Regions from separate parts of the Mus musculus genome. Here region 1 is linked to region 2. A link is a contact called in public Micro-C data. All regions are on one chromosome and are shown on one strand. The core of a region is the stretch at or near the end of the contact, and the rest is flanking DNA. Distances in the headings are between cores, read along the strand shown.

Region 1 (7,288 bases), core at 2,001-4,500, 73 kb before region 2:
TCAAGGTTGGGTTCCTTGAGCTGAGAACGTACACCTCGACGATAGGTGACACGGGCTAGGGACCTAACTAAATAGAGAGAATGTGAGCTGGCCACTGGTCTTCACCTCTGTTTCCTGACAGCGGGTGGGACGTGGTCACTGGCTTCACGCTCTCTCCTCTGCATCTCCTCTGCCATGGTGAGCTGTCTCCTCCTGCCAGGACTCTAACAGATCTCCCTTCCCTAAGCTGTGCTCACAGCAGTGGGGGTGGTTAGCTGAGTGTGGGGACACTGGGGAGAGGGAGCAGGTTAGTTGAGAATGGGGAGATTCTGCATGCACATCAGGGAGTCAGTTCCTCACTAGGAACCCCAGCTGACTGGCCCAATGTTTCCAACTTGCTGGTTTCTCCCTAACACCTGAACTGATAGTGAAACTGGCCCAGCAGCTCATGGGCCAATCAGCAGCCTGGTGGCTCTCCATGAGGCCACATGGTGACTAGCCCAGCTCTGGAAAGCCCATGTGTCATGAAGAGTCAATGGTCTCCATCCTTACTCTGTTTTTAGGGTGTTCCTCCACCCCCAACCCCACCCCTTTATTCTCCCTGACTAAATATGACAGCAGCTATTCACAATGCTTACATTCTGGAACCAAACTGGGTGCCCCACAAGAGAGCAACATACGGAGAAAGTGTGGTTTATATACACAATGGGTTTTCTTTCAGCTGTAAGAAAAAACAAAGTTCTGTCCTAAAGGAAGAAAGTGTGTATTGTAGAGATCATCACACTGAGTGAATTATGCCAGTCTCAGAAAGACAAATATTACATGTCTGTCACTTATGTGAGTATGCTGTCCATAAACACATAAAATCATGTGTGTGTGTGTGTGACATGAAAGTGGATTTGAGAATATGCTAAACACACGCGCACATGTGTGTGTGTGTGCGTGTGTGTGTCTGTCTATCTGTCTGTCTGTCTCTGTATGTCTGTCTCTTTGTATGTGTCAGTTTGTCTGTCTGTGTGTCTATGTGTCTCTCTGTGTGTGACGATGTGTGTGTGACTGTGTGTGTTTGACTGTGTCTCTGTATCTGTGCCTGTGTGACTGTGTCTGCATGTGTATCTATGTTCAAATACAAAGTCAAATTCTAAATTCAGATACAGGAATCCAATTCCTTGAAAAGTGACTACAGTATTTTCCCACTTTTTATTACCACACTGGGCTGGATCTCTTCCTCTCCCTCTCTGTCATTTTCCCCCTCTCTCCTCATCTTTCTCCCCTCTCCTTCTGTTCCCCCTTACCCCCTCCATCCTTCCCTCCCCTTCCCCTCCTCTTCCCTTGCTCCTAGGGCCTTAATGAACCACACGGTGACTCATCTCGCCAACTCTTTTTGTTCCTGGTTCCACTGGCCTCATCTGCCTTCTCAGAGCCGTCTCTCAGGGGCTTAGTGTCCTTTCCAATTTAATCTGAAATTAGACTTCCTCTCCTTTGCTCCTCCACCTCCCGTGGCCTCTTGTCATCTATTATTTAACTCAATCACTCTATTATATATGCACAAGAACCACTTCTGAATATGGCTGGTATGAGACACATCAGAACCCAAACCAGAAATCAAGCTCACCTCTCCTCAACCCACACCTCAGCTCTGTTCTCTGCGGCTATCCTGGGCTAAGGGCCCAAGAAGAGCCGGCTACAGACACAGCTCTGGCCACCAAGCGGCTAAGCACAGCTAATGACTTTCCAGGTTTCACATAATGGGAGGTTCCAGATGGCTTCTTATGCGTGATCTTTCAGGCCCATGGAAGGAAAGACCTCCTGACGGTGGATGTTTAGGTGACAATCCATGTGTAACTGTATAATACCTGAGTTTTATGGCCTGGTATAATATGTGGTTCGGTGACCTGGGGCCTGCTTGTCCCTGGCACCACGGGCTCACTCCTGGACCATGCCTAAGACCTTTAACTCCTCCAAACCTCAATTTTCTTATCTATAAAACCACAGAACTAGACCACAGTCCTTGAGCCTCAGCTTGAAAATTCGAAGGCTTGTGTCTATCCAACAGTTCACCTATTCAATTGCTCCTACGGCAAACACTCCACTCACACATAGTAAGTGGTTTTGAGCCGCCTCCTCTACTGCTCATCTAAATTAGAAGGGTTCCAAGCAGACAAGTAGCTAACATAAGGTCACATTGTGAGGAAGAGCAGGACAGTGCCACCCTAGAATCCATAACTCCTGCCCCCGAATACCCTTTCCTACTGTGGTGCTTTTGAATATAACTATAAATCTTTCCACTCTCCTGTGAAGTCACGGGTCTGTATCTCCCATTGCTCATGATCCCCTCTACCCACATAGCACTGTTTAATTTATGTGCATTTATTTATTCGAAGGGAGATTCAAGAGGACACGTGCCATATCATCTGAGGACAACTTGCCAGAGTATGTTAGCTCCTCACACCCTGTGGGTTCTAGGGATAGAACTCAGGTTGTCAGCCTTGTCAGGAAGTGCCTTTACCCTCTGAGCAGTCAACATGCTTAGAAGTAATGCTGGGTACTCATCAAGGTGGGGGCATAGATGAGCATCTACACTCCTCTGTCTGGCTCTGAGAAGCCAGGCCTCATCCACAGGCTCCGAGCTATCTAGCCTAGGCAAGCCAAATGTACATACCACTGACGACTGTTCCAGCAGAGTTTCTCTGAGAGCCGGACCAGCCCACTGCCAGACTTAATAAAGAGCCTGCATCAAAATGGAGTACTCCACTGAGGAGAAGGCCAAGTTAATAATGTGCTTGTCTGTACCCTGGACTGTAGGGCATTTATCTGTGTGCCTTCCCTCCTAAACTGTGAGTTCTATGAGGCTCCGTTGTGATCTGTATATCTCTCTGAGCAAACAGCTCAGATACAGTGGGCAGGTACTAAGTGTATATGGACCATGTTGGCCATGGCCCTGAGAAGAAACAGCACATTGGAGGGACCTCTCCAAGGCTAAGGCATGACCACTTCTTACTGGGTACATCTCAGAGGACAGGAAGTGCCTGGCACTACTGGGTCAGGGAACAATGGATCAGCTGGGAACAGGAGACAATCTGGGCCATACCAGTCTCCACATATACACTTTGTGCCTGCTGCCTTTGTGAGTACTCCTGTCCTGAAGCACTAGATAAAATGTCTTATCCAAATATTCATTTAAAATCACCAGCTCTGGGACAGACTCTGTCCTTCATGAGAGCTCTGATAAACTTTGCAACTCCCAAGTCTGGTTCAGCAGTCAGCTGGAAAAGTTCCTGGTTGCTAAGAGACCAGGGACCAAATTACCAGCTCACAAAAGACCCTGCTAAGGCCAGTAAAAACAACAAAACAGAGCCAGGTAGAGAATGGGCCTGTACAGACATCAAAGTCAGGTGGATACACTAGGAAGTATGGAGTGTCTAATTGGGAATGACAATTAAAAATATTCTTCATGCTGAATCGCCAAGATGCTCTGTAGGGAGCTAAGCTCTGAGGTTTTTGTCTGCTTGAATGAAACAGCAGGGGAGCCTTTTCCAGTGCTGAAATTCCGGATCTAAGAATCAGAAAGAACAACAAACTGTCCCGGTTGATAAGGAGGCAAAATACAGGGAAATAAAACTGCCTCCCTTTCAGCTTTCCATTCCAGAATGGAAATGGGGTGCCTGTAGCTGTGACCCAGAAAAAGCCTGCAAACAAAAGCTCCCTTCTGGCAAGGTCTGATCACAGCTGGTCTGAGGCCCCCAAAATCACAGCATACAGCGCTGACCCCACAGAAGTCACCAACAGACATAGTGAGCTCAGCTCTGCAGGTGAATCAGGCATGAGAGTCTCCAGCACCAGGAACAGGGAGGACTAGAGAGAGAGAAGGCTGGGCCATGGGGTGGCCTCTTTCCTGGCTGATGACTTAGAGGTAGGGTTGTGAATGTTCTTTTTAATCATGAAAACAGGAGCTAGGATGCAACTTAGCCAGTAGGGTGCTTGTCTGAGGCTCCATCCCCAGCTCTATGTAAACCAGGCCTGGTGGGCCACAAGCTGCCACCCCAGCCCTGGGGAAGTGGAGGAAAAGAGTCAGGAGTTCAGGGTCACCCTTTTATCCTAGACCACATAGAGAGATCAGGGCCACCCTGGGAGACATGAGCTCCTGCCTCAAGACACACACACAGACTGACAGTCACACACAAAGACACATGCACAGATAGAAACACACAGAGACACAGAAAGACACACAGAGAAACAGACACACAGAGAGATAGTCAGACAGACAGACACACACATATATAGACACACAGAGACACAGAGAAAGAGACACACAGAGAGAGAGACTGATAGTCAGACACACACAGAGACACACAGACACACAGGCACACACAGGCAGCTAGACACACACACACAGAGACACAGAAAGACACATACAGAGAAACAGACACACACAGAGAGAGAACAGATGGACAGATAGACCGACAGACACACACACATTCCAACGAAGAAGTGAAGAAAGAGATGAAGAAGAGGAAGAGGAGGAAGAAAACAGCTCCCCAGAGAAAGTCGTCATCAGAGCTCACTGCTTAGGTGAGTTACCAAACTTGGAGTCACACCCTATACCCCAATAAGTCAAGCTCAGCCACCAGTCTTCAATAAGCCAATTAAGATGGAAAGCAGAGCACGGAAATGTATCCAATGTGGGCACACTGAGAAAAGGGCAAGTGACCTAGTGACTCCTCAAGTCTATTTGGGGGGCTCATCAAGTGGGATTACATTTTAAACAGAGAGCTGGGAATCTGCACGTACTGCATGTATGTGCAGGTCAATCTGTGATGCTGCCCACCACTGACACACCGTTATCCGGATGTATTGGCTGGTTTTATGTCAACTTGACACAGCTGGAATCATCGGAGAGGTGGGGGCCTCAATGAAGAAAACGCCTCCATAAGACCAGGCTGTAAACAAGCCAGTGGGGCATGACTTATAATCATGACTGATGGGGGGAGGGCCCCGCCCATTGTGGGTGGGGCAAACCCTGGGCAAATGGTCCTGGGTTCTATCAGAAAGCAGGCTAAGCAAGCCATGAGGAGCAAGCCAGTAAGCAGCACTCCTCCATGGCCACTGCATCAGTTCCTGCCTCCAGGTTCCTGCCCTGTTGCGGTTTGTCCTGACTTCCCTCAGTGATGGACTATAGTATAGAATTGTAAACTGAATAAACCCTTTCTTCCCCAGCTCAATTTGATCATGGTGTTCATCACAGCAATGGTAACTCTGACTAGGACCCGACTCCGATCGCTTCCTACCAGGTGCTTGGACAAGAAGTAAACCTCCTTCCTTTTCTTCTCCGAGCTTGAGATTTCTGAGGAAATCACCATTTCTTGGGGTCCATTGTTTCAATAGTTTGACAGTCAAATTGGAGCAACAGGTGTCTCTTTAGAATGTCTTCATTTCTGCAGCCCCTTTGTCACAGACGTACAAGCAGTAGAACCTGTCCACCCCAAAGTGGCCAATGCCCTCCTTTGTTTTTTTGTTTCTTTGGGGGCCTGGGAAGTATGCTGGTGTTTTGTTTTATTGTTTGTTTGTTTGTTTGTTTTGAGACAGGGTTTCTCTGTGTAGCCCTGGCTGTCCTGGAACTTGCTCTGTAAATCAGGCTGTCCTGGAACTCTGTCTGAGTCTGTCTCCTGAGTGCTGAGACTAAGGGTGTACACCACCATGTTTGGCTAGAAGATAGAAATGTTAAATGACCATGGAGGAATCACTGTCTTGAGGACCAGAGAAGAAATGAAATTGAGACAAAAAGGTTGGTGAGGGTGTGGGACAAGAAGGACTGGGGAAAAAATAGACCCAGGTAAGAGGTGTTTATCAGGTAATTAGGATCTGATGTGGCTGGCAGCTATGTGACTAGAGTTTCTTCTAAGCAGCACTTGCTGGTCAGCAGAAGGGTTTCCCAAGCATGATGGATCCAACAAGCATGAAATCATCTTTAGGGAAGAAAGTACAGTTCTGCTTGCATGCACACGTACACACACACACACACACACACACACACACACACACACAGCCGCTCCTGTCAGGTCCTCCTGACAATCTGGCTTGTCAGTCTTCCAACCAGCATACAACGGCTATATTTGAGACAGAATGATGTTTCAGCCTCTCCAGAAAGGCTGTGCTGTCGTCCCCAGTACTTAGAGGCTCTATATCTGCTACAGAAACAGTCACAACCATAGCCATAGCCATAGCCACAGCCACCGCCACAGCCACAGCCACAGCCTCAGACATGAGCCTTGCTTTGATCTATTAAGTGTGCGCGGAAGTCATACATACTTTCCAGTGTACATTGTAAGAATTCTCACATAGCTCTCTAGCTTTGGTTTCTCTTGCTATCATGGGGAGCAGAAATGGCCTAGGTAGTGCCTTGTCTGACTATAGCTAGTCCCCAGAGATGTGTTGTCTAGCCAAGAAGGAAAGTTTTATTGTCAGGCAGATATCTGGTGTGGGCTGGGCTGTGGAGGTCATCTATTTCTAAATCAGCAAGGCTGGCCTGTCTTTCTGATAAACACCTCCCGGGGGACTAAGCAGTGGTCTCAGGAGATGAGTGCACTCAGACTGCCTTACTCCGGGGATCCCTGTCCCTATGCTATCTCTTATTCAGTGTGACTGGCAGTAGGAGAGGGTAATGTACCCTGATCGAGGCAATCCTGGAGAGAGAGACACACTGTCCCCTGGATAGCTCAGCACTTACCTTCCATGAGACTTACTATCACCCATCCTTCCTCCTGTCCTGTTGTAGTTTGAATGTGAAATGTCCCCACATGGGCTCATGTGTTCTGATAGACTTGGCCTCAGCAGTGGCTCTGTTTTATTTAATTTCATAACTAAAGGTTACAGAGCCTGCCTGGATGCTTACCATGCTCCTGCCTGGATGATAGTGGACTGAACCTCTGAACTTATGAGCCACTTCCAATTAAACGTCCATATAAGAGTTGCCTTGGTCATGGTGTCTGTTCACAGCAGTAAAACCCTAACTAAGACACCCAACCTCACTGACCTGCTTCCTCTCATTCTGCCAACATTTCCTGGAAAGACTTCCTCATGGTTTTACCCAAGTCCTTGGGGTCTGCTATGGAGGAAACCAACCTAAGACAGACAAACATGGCTGCTGGAGACCCACAGCATAAACTATGGAGAGAGCAATGAGGAGACCCTCCCGTCCCCTTTCACAATGGGTCCATCTCTACCCTGAGTTTGACCCTTGTGACACCGCCTGGCTGTTAAATGAGGATTTGACTGCCAAGCTTTTTGCCTTGGCCCTGACTCCATCCAG
Region 2 (6,920 bases), core at 4,079-6,578:
CCCTGTCTGCCCAGGGCAATGTGTCCTTCAAGATAAGGCAACAATTGTGTTTTGTGCAATAGAAGGCACACCCCTGCCTGCCCTGTGATTTTGGTCTCTTCTCCAAAACCAGCCTCAAACTCGGGGAGACCCTTGGCCTTCTTCCGCTCCTGTCCCCAGCCCTGTCCCCAGCCCTGGACACCTTATGTTTATATCAACAGAGTGGTTACTAGAGAAAGCAGGCTCCTGCCCGCCAGGGGGTGTCCGGTGCCCAGGACAGCCAGTTGTTTGTGTTCCTTGTCTCAGTAGTGACCGGAGGGGCAGCACGCCTGGGCTGGGTCTCTGGGCAACACACTGTTAGGGTCTCAGCTGTCCCTGGACATAAAACACTCACTCTGTCAACACACTCCCGAGGTATCTTCTTTCACAGAGTAAGAATTTAAAGGTTCCCCTGACGGGGCTTCTATTTTCCACCAGCCCCTTTGCTGGCTTCTCCCCTTCTCAGGGAGAGCAGCTTTGAATCCTTCCAAGACCCAGTGAACAAAGGAATGTCTGTTCCTGGCCCTGACCCCTCCTCCTCAGCCACCAGGAGAAGCCTGCATGTTTTCTGAAATGACTATGGGGAATGAAAAGCCTGCACCTTACCCTCAGTGTAGCCAAGCTCCTTCCAGCTGCTACCACCAGCAGAAGGGGATGTGAAGAGAGGCCAGGAGTGACCCCACGTTGGTTTCCATCCAAACTGTGAGGTGTTTCTATACCTTAACCACAACACTTAATGCTGCTCAGCCCCAAATATATTCCAGAGCCAGCTTTCTCAGCAAGAACTCCTTCTGGGCAATCGGCTCCCCCCACCCCACACCCCAACCTGTTTCTCTCCCCATCCCATTCCTCAGATGGCCTGGGAGCCCAGCAGCAGTAGAGACTGACTGATAAAGGCTAAGAACATGCCTCTGGAAACCAAGAATTCTATTTCCCTAGCAGGCGGAACCATCTTAGGCCAGTCACTCAAACTCCGGGACTCAGTTTCCTTGTCAGTAAAAATGGGTATCCAAAACAAGACCCGCCAGAAATAATATCCTGGTGAGGAATAAATTAGTTCATTTGCAGGTGTTCAGGGGAGTGTCAAGCTAGCAGCCAGGGACTATGAATGCCTTCCCTCCGAGCTACTGAATTCCAGGCATCATGACATCGTGGGAAGCTTTGGCTGCGATCAAATTTCAGCACCCCACTAAACTCCTTGTATGACCTTGAATCAAATACCCTGCTATGCAGGAAGAGGACTCATAGACCATATCCTGAAAGGCTTCAAAAGGGACAGGGTGTGCTGGCCCTAAAGAGACTATAGGGCAACTGTGTGGGGGAGGAGCCAGGTTTCTGGCACCTGATCCCCAGTTAGATTAGCTGCTGCATTCTGGGCCCTATGAGAGAAACCAGCCTGACTTGGAAAGGAGAGCCAGGGACCAGTTAGGAATTCAGGTCCCTAGGAAGTGCTATAAATAGCCAGCACTGGCCTGAGGGCCTCCAGGGGTAGAGAAGAGGGTAGGAAAGCTGGAAAGAAACCATGGAAAAGGAAGCTGCAGTCATCAACTTGGGGACAGGCCCAGGGCACTTCCCAGAAGGTCTAAGGAAAAATTATCTAAAGCAAGGGCCAGCCTAGGCTACCCCTACACCCTCTCCCAGAGTCTCTCAGAGCCATGGGGAGGGTCAGGAAACTTCTGCCAGCGCTCATCAGTACCACCCTGTGGTCTTTGCCCACCCACCCTACATCAGCATTCCATTCCTTAGAGCGATAGCTCAGGAGCTTGAGAGGGAAACTGAGGCCCAGAGATATGAAGTAGCTGCCTAAGATTCCGCCCTGAAGCAGGTTAAGATGGGACTCATTTTAGGCTCCTTTTTCTTCCTGATCCAAGGTTCAACTTGAGAACCAGGATGTAAGGACACGACCATAGGGACAAAGTCTTTCCCTGAGGACCAGTGAGCAGACAGGATCTGGCCTCCAGAGATCTGTGACCCTTCCTCAGTGGATCCAAGCACATCACCAGAACTGGAAAGACCACGAGGGACTCGTACTTACAATGTTTTCTTTTTTTTTTCCATGTCCTGTGTATATGTTTATGGTATAGATATGTGTATTGTGAGTTTTGGTTTAGGTTTCATATGTATGGGCATGCATGTTCATGTGCATGCATGTGGAAGGCCCAAGGCTGATCCATCACTCTTCCATCTTATTACACTGAGGCAGGGCCTCTCAAACAAACAGAGCTCCAGATATGTCTAGCCTTGCTAGTCAGATCTCTCTGGAGATCCCGTCTCTCTGCCTCCGGAGGCTGGAATTACAGGCGAACCAAGACACATACGTGGTGGTATTTATGTGTGTTATGGGTATCCAAACTCTGGTCTTTGCGTGGTGATCCCTTCAACCACTGAGCCATCCCCCTCATATTCAGAGATGCCAAGTAAGGAGTATCTGGATACAGCCCGAGAAATGAGACTGGACCTGGCTAGAAGCCCTGCCCACAAACCCGTGCTGGCCTTACACAAGTCAGTGTCTTTTCCCAAGCATTCAGCCCCTTAACTTGCAACGAGAGCCCAATAATTCACATGCGTGAGACTGAACGGGATGGGGCATGCTTGAGTGTCGGATTATTGCCCCACAGTTGTTATAAAGATGCAGGACCTGTATGTTCATCTCTGCATTCTTGATATTCACTATGGCACCTGGCTCATAGGCGAGCTCAGTAGATGTTGATTAAATCAAAAGAATAAAGCAAATGCTTTGCATCTCAATGCTGCTTGCTTGTGTCATAACAAACGCCTTTTGCTGTTTGCAGCCGGTTCTGGCATTGCTTTGTGGTCATGGGCGCTGTTTTCCTCCAACGTGGGCTTGAGTCTCCTGAGATTTATATTGTAATCTCCAGACAGGAATACTTTCTGTAATCGATTTAATGAGAAGGAAAAACAGATAATTTGTTGTCTGACTAGAAAGTCCCAGGTGACAAGAGCGACATTTGTGGTAATTCTGATGACACAACTGGGGGGGGGGGGTGCAGCATGACCATCCTGAGCACTATGAAGGCTCAGAACCCATATGAATGGTACCCTATGCTGCTCAGAACTCCCGAAAAGGAAGTCCCACACCCAGCCCATCCTGACTCCTCTTCTCTAGTCTGACTCCAGACCACATCTCAAGAATACCTTAAAAAAAAAAAAAAAGACAGAGCCTCATTTGGTCAGGCTAGCTTTAAACTTGTTACAGAGCCAAAGATGACCTTGAACTTCTGGTCCTCCTGCCTCTACCTCCCCAGTGTGGGATTTATTTATCTCTGGTTTATTCAGGGCTGGGAATTGAACTCAGGGCTTTGGCATGCTAAGCAAGTACTCTACTAAGTTAAGTGCCAAGCCTTTCTACCTGCAACCGAGATTTAACATTGCAGCCAGCAGGTGGTCTTGGCTACTTTTCCATTTCCCTGGAGAGTCTAGAGCACTCGTACCACCAAGTATAGAAACGTGGAGGGGGGCCTGCTAAGTATTCATCACGTGAGCTACAAACTGCCCACTGCCCTACAATGTCATCCTACTTCAACTTCTTCTCGAGCTGGCTTGACTCGTCTTCTAATGGGTTCCCCAGTATAGTATAGTATAGTATAGTATAGTATAGTATAGTATAGTATAGTATAGCTTGTAGAAGGGTCTCTTATAGCCCAGAATAGCCTCATCCTCAGTATATAGTTAATGCTGGCCTTGAACTCCTGGTTTTTCTGCCTCTTCTCAGATGCTGGGATTTCACTCTGCCTCACTACACTGAACCAGAAGTGAGACATATATCCCAGCATATCTGCATAGCTTGTTCTCCTTCTGGCTTCCCTTCCAAAGACTATCCAATCACTCAGCTGTCCCTGCTGCTTCCTGGAGCACAGCAGTAAATCTCAGGGCCTCTGTCCCCACCCCTAAGAATTCTCCTGTACACACCTTCCCCTACCTCTTCCCCCACCCCCTCCACGTCTGCTCGGAGAACTTTCCTTTTAGATAGTCAGATGAATGTTTCCTTTGTCTCCTTTGGACTGATCCGTTTCTTTCCAAAGTCCTTCCTTATCAAAATGTAATCTTGGGGCTAAAGAGATAGATGGCCCAGAAGTTACGAGCACACATTGCTCTTGCAGACGACTGGAATACAGTACCCACATGGGGCAGCTCATAGCTTCCTGCATTCCACCTCCAAGGTATCTGACGCCCTCTTCTGGCCTCTGCAGGCATCTGCACTTATATGCATATATGCACCCAGAGACTTAACAGCAGATAACTAAAAATAAAAAATAAGGATCAGGTGTAGTGGCACATGCCTTTGTGGGTTCAAGGCCAGGCTGGTCAAGACAGAGAGACTCTTTCTCAAGAACAAACAAGGAAATAAAGAAAAAGTAAACATCTTTTCAAAATGTAATCTCACTCTTTGTCTTTTTCAGATGCTTCCTTGCCAGTTCTCCCCAGCACTTACCAAAACACATGAAGTTATTTTACTTAGCGGATATAGCAGCTGACCCCTGCAAGCTCCGGGAGAGCAGGGCTTTTCTTTGCTTCTTCCTTTGGTCTGTTCTGCACCTCAGTGCCTGGAACCGTTGCCAACAGAGCATCTGCTCAGCATGCGCCCTCAGGCAGGCACAGGACTGATGAAGGGGACGAAGACTCTGAGCAGGGCAGAGGCCTGAGGATGGCCGGGGGTTTACTGCCTTCAAGCCTAACTCGGAGTGTGAAGCATTAGGTTTAAGGAGATGGCCTGCCTCAAAGAAATAGGTGGAGATTGACAGAGGAAGGCACCTGATCAGGTCTTCTGGCCGATGCACTCACGGGCGAGCATATGCTCGTGCGCATGCGCAAACGCGCATCCATCCACCTACCCACTCGGGCTCACAACGAACATAACATGCAGACCCTGAGTAGCAACAGACATTCTCCTCTCAAATCATTGGTTTCTAACTCATGTCCCACAAAGACCCTCTTTTCCTAAACCCGAGTTCCCCCCAACGTGGGCGGGGGAGGGGGGTCACTACAAGTCCCTCCTTCATCACAGGCCTTATCTGTTTAAAACAATGAGAGGCCTTCTCCCCTAAAACTCAGTCGAGTCTGGGTAAACGAGAGAGGAGAGACGGGGTAGAATTGGCCCAGCCCTCCCCACCTGCCAGCTTCCTGTCTGCCTGCTGATAAATAGGGGGAATACACATGGCCAGAGTTTCCATTCCCCCACCCTGTCACCCTGTCAGTCATCCAATTAAAAAAAGATGAGTGAGAGAGCTCCAAGGGTGGGGCGGGAGGGCCTGCTTATAAAGCCTGCAGCTGAGTTGTGGGGAGCACCAAATCCGGTCCTCTCTCTGTCATCCCCAGCCAGGCTTAGCTGCTGACAGCTGCTTGGGACTCTGCCGCCAGGCCCTTGGCTGGCTTGACAACCTCTCCACATTTCGGCCACAGTTCCTCCATGGCTCAGAAGGAAGAGGCCGCTGAGGCTGCGGCGCCAGCCTCTCAGAATGGAGATGATTTGGAGAACCTGGAAGACCCTGAGAAGCTGAAAGAGCTGATCGATCTTCCGCCCTTCGAGATTGTCACTGGGTAAGCCTTGTGTGGGGGCTGGGGCTCCTGCCTGGGAAAGGGTGGGGTCTGAGCAGGCTGTGGAAGGTTAGGACAAGAATAGGGAAGCCCAAGGTCAGCCACAAGCTGTGCGTCCAGCATGCTAGCAGGAGGCTTCTGGGCAGCAAAGGCCTCTTGTCTTTTTTAATTAATTAATTAATTAATTAATTAATTAATTAATTAATTTGAATCAGTGTTTTACCATGTAACTCTGGCTGGCCTGGATCGCACTATGTAGACCAGGCTGGTCTTGAACTCACAGCGATCCTCCTCCTGCCTCTGCCTCTTCATTGCTGGGATTAAAAGCAGCTAACACCAGGTCCAGATACTCTTGGCTTTTTGAGGTGACAACTTAGACCCTGTAATCAGGAGGATGTGGAAGGAATGGAACCCCCAGAATGAAACTACATAACATTTTCTTCATGGCAGTCTCTGCAAATGTGCAAAGGCAGAATGGGTGCCATACTGAGAGAAGTTTCTGGAAGAGTGGTGGTATGGATGCTGTGGAGAAGGAGAAGGGGCCCTGGCAGCGATCGGTCTTGCGGGGTATCGGACATCATCTGCCTGTGCATATAGCCCAATCCCAACAAGTTCAGTGAGAACGGCATATTTAAAGATGGCCCCAGCAAGAAGTCATCTCCAAGCTGCAGATACTGGAAGCTTAAGCACAGTTTATAGCCACTGGGCTCAAGTTAGTCTACAGGGTCCCCTCTTGTCCAGATTGTGTTGCCCCCAGAAATGAATGCAAGTAGCCTTTCTCCTTATCTCTCTCTATTCCTAGAGAGGAAGATGCCGCTAAATCCAAGTTTCCTTCCTGAACTTCGGTTCCCTTCATAGCATTTCTCCAGCAATGCGCGCAAAGGCTGGGTGGGGGCACACCAAGTCTCAGGAGGAACAAAGGCCTGAAGGAGGAGGAGCAGCCCTGGGGAGCAGTTTGGACTTGCTGTTTTATGCTTGACCTGTATTGCTCCAGGCCTGGCCTCTACTTTCTTGTTTCAAACATGAGGAAGCTACCCGACTTGATTCTTAATGTCCCTTCCTGCTCAGATATTTTCTGACTTCTAAGAGAACCCAGGGGGAAGTGTTGCTTGGTTTCTGAGATGTGAGTAGGCATTGAACTTCCATTCACTCTTGCTCGCCCAGATCATCTTGCGCTCATCCTAGGATTAAGGCAGCAGCTGGGCACAGACTAATATAGACACAGGGGAAGCCTAGGGCAAATAGGCCAGCAGGGTCCTCCATTCCAGTGGCTCGCCTATGGGAGAGGATCCTTTTACTGACACCCGAGCATCCTGGACCATGCTGTCCTGGGTTACACACATACC

The links. Hi-C and Micro-C count contacts between places; a contact is called where the count stands out from the background.
Region 1: a Micro-C map of stem cell-derived neurons shows a contact between it and region 2, with 4 times the contacts expected there. The contact joins the enhancer-like site here to the promoter of Apobec2 in region 2. A contact is called at or near these places in 22 of 484 Hi-C or Micro-C datasets (the G1E-ER4 cell line, cardiomyocytes, embryonic fibroblasts and 12 more), 5 of 115 datasets of contacts at active chromatin or transcription factors (embryonic stem cells, pancreatic cancer cells and stem cell-derived epiblast-like cells) and 3 of 9 other capture datasets (adipose tissue, embryonic stem cells and pancreatic islet).

What each region holds. Positions count from the first base shown.
Region 1 is chr17:48,501,288-48,508,575 of GRCm38.p6, reverse strand. It overlaps a transcript of Unc5cl not described here. Among named protein-coding and RNA genes, the nearest start is that of Unc5cl, 50 kb to the right of the region's middle. Within about 2 kb of position 3,250, at least 24 of the 459 cell types and tissues checked have an H3K27ac peak or open chromatin away from gene starts, as enhancers often do. A contact at or near this core is called in embryonic stem cells, stem cell-derived epiblast-like cells, stem cell-derived neural progenitor cells and 2 more, where this site is marked.
Region 2 is chr17:48,431,136-48,438,055 of GRCm38.p6, reverse strand. Apobec2 (apolipoprotein B mRNA editing enzyme, catalytic polypeptide 2) reads left to right here and starts at 5,328. Exons shown (of 3, transcript NM_009694.3): 1 at 5,328-5,577. The coding sequence starts at 5,447. RefSeq lists an enhancer at 1-1,726.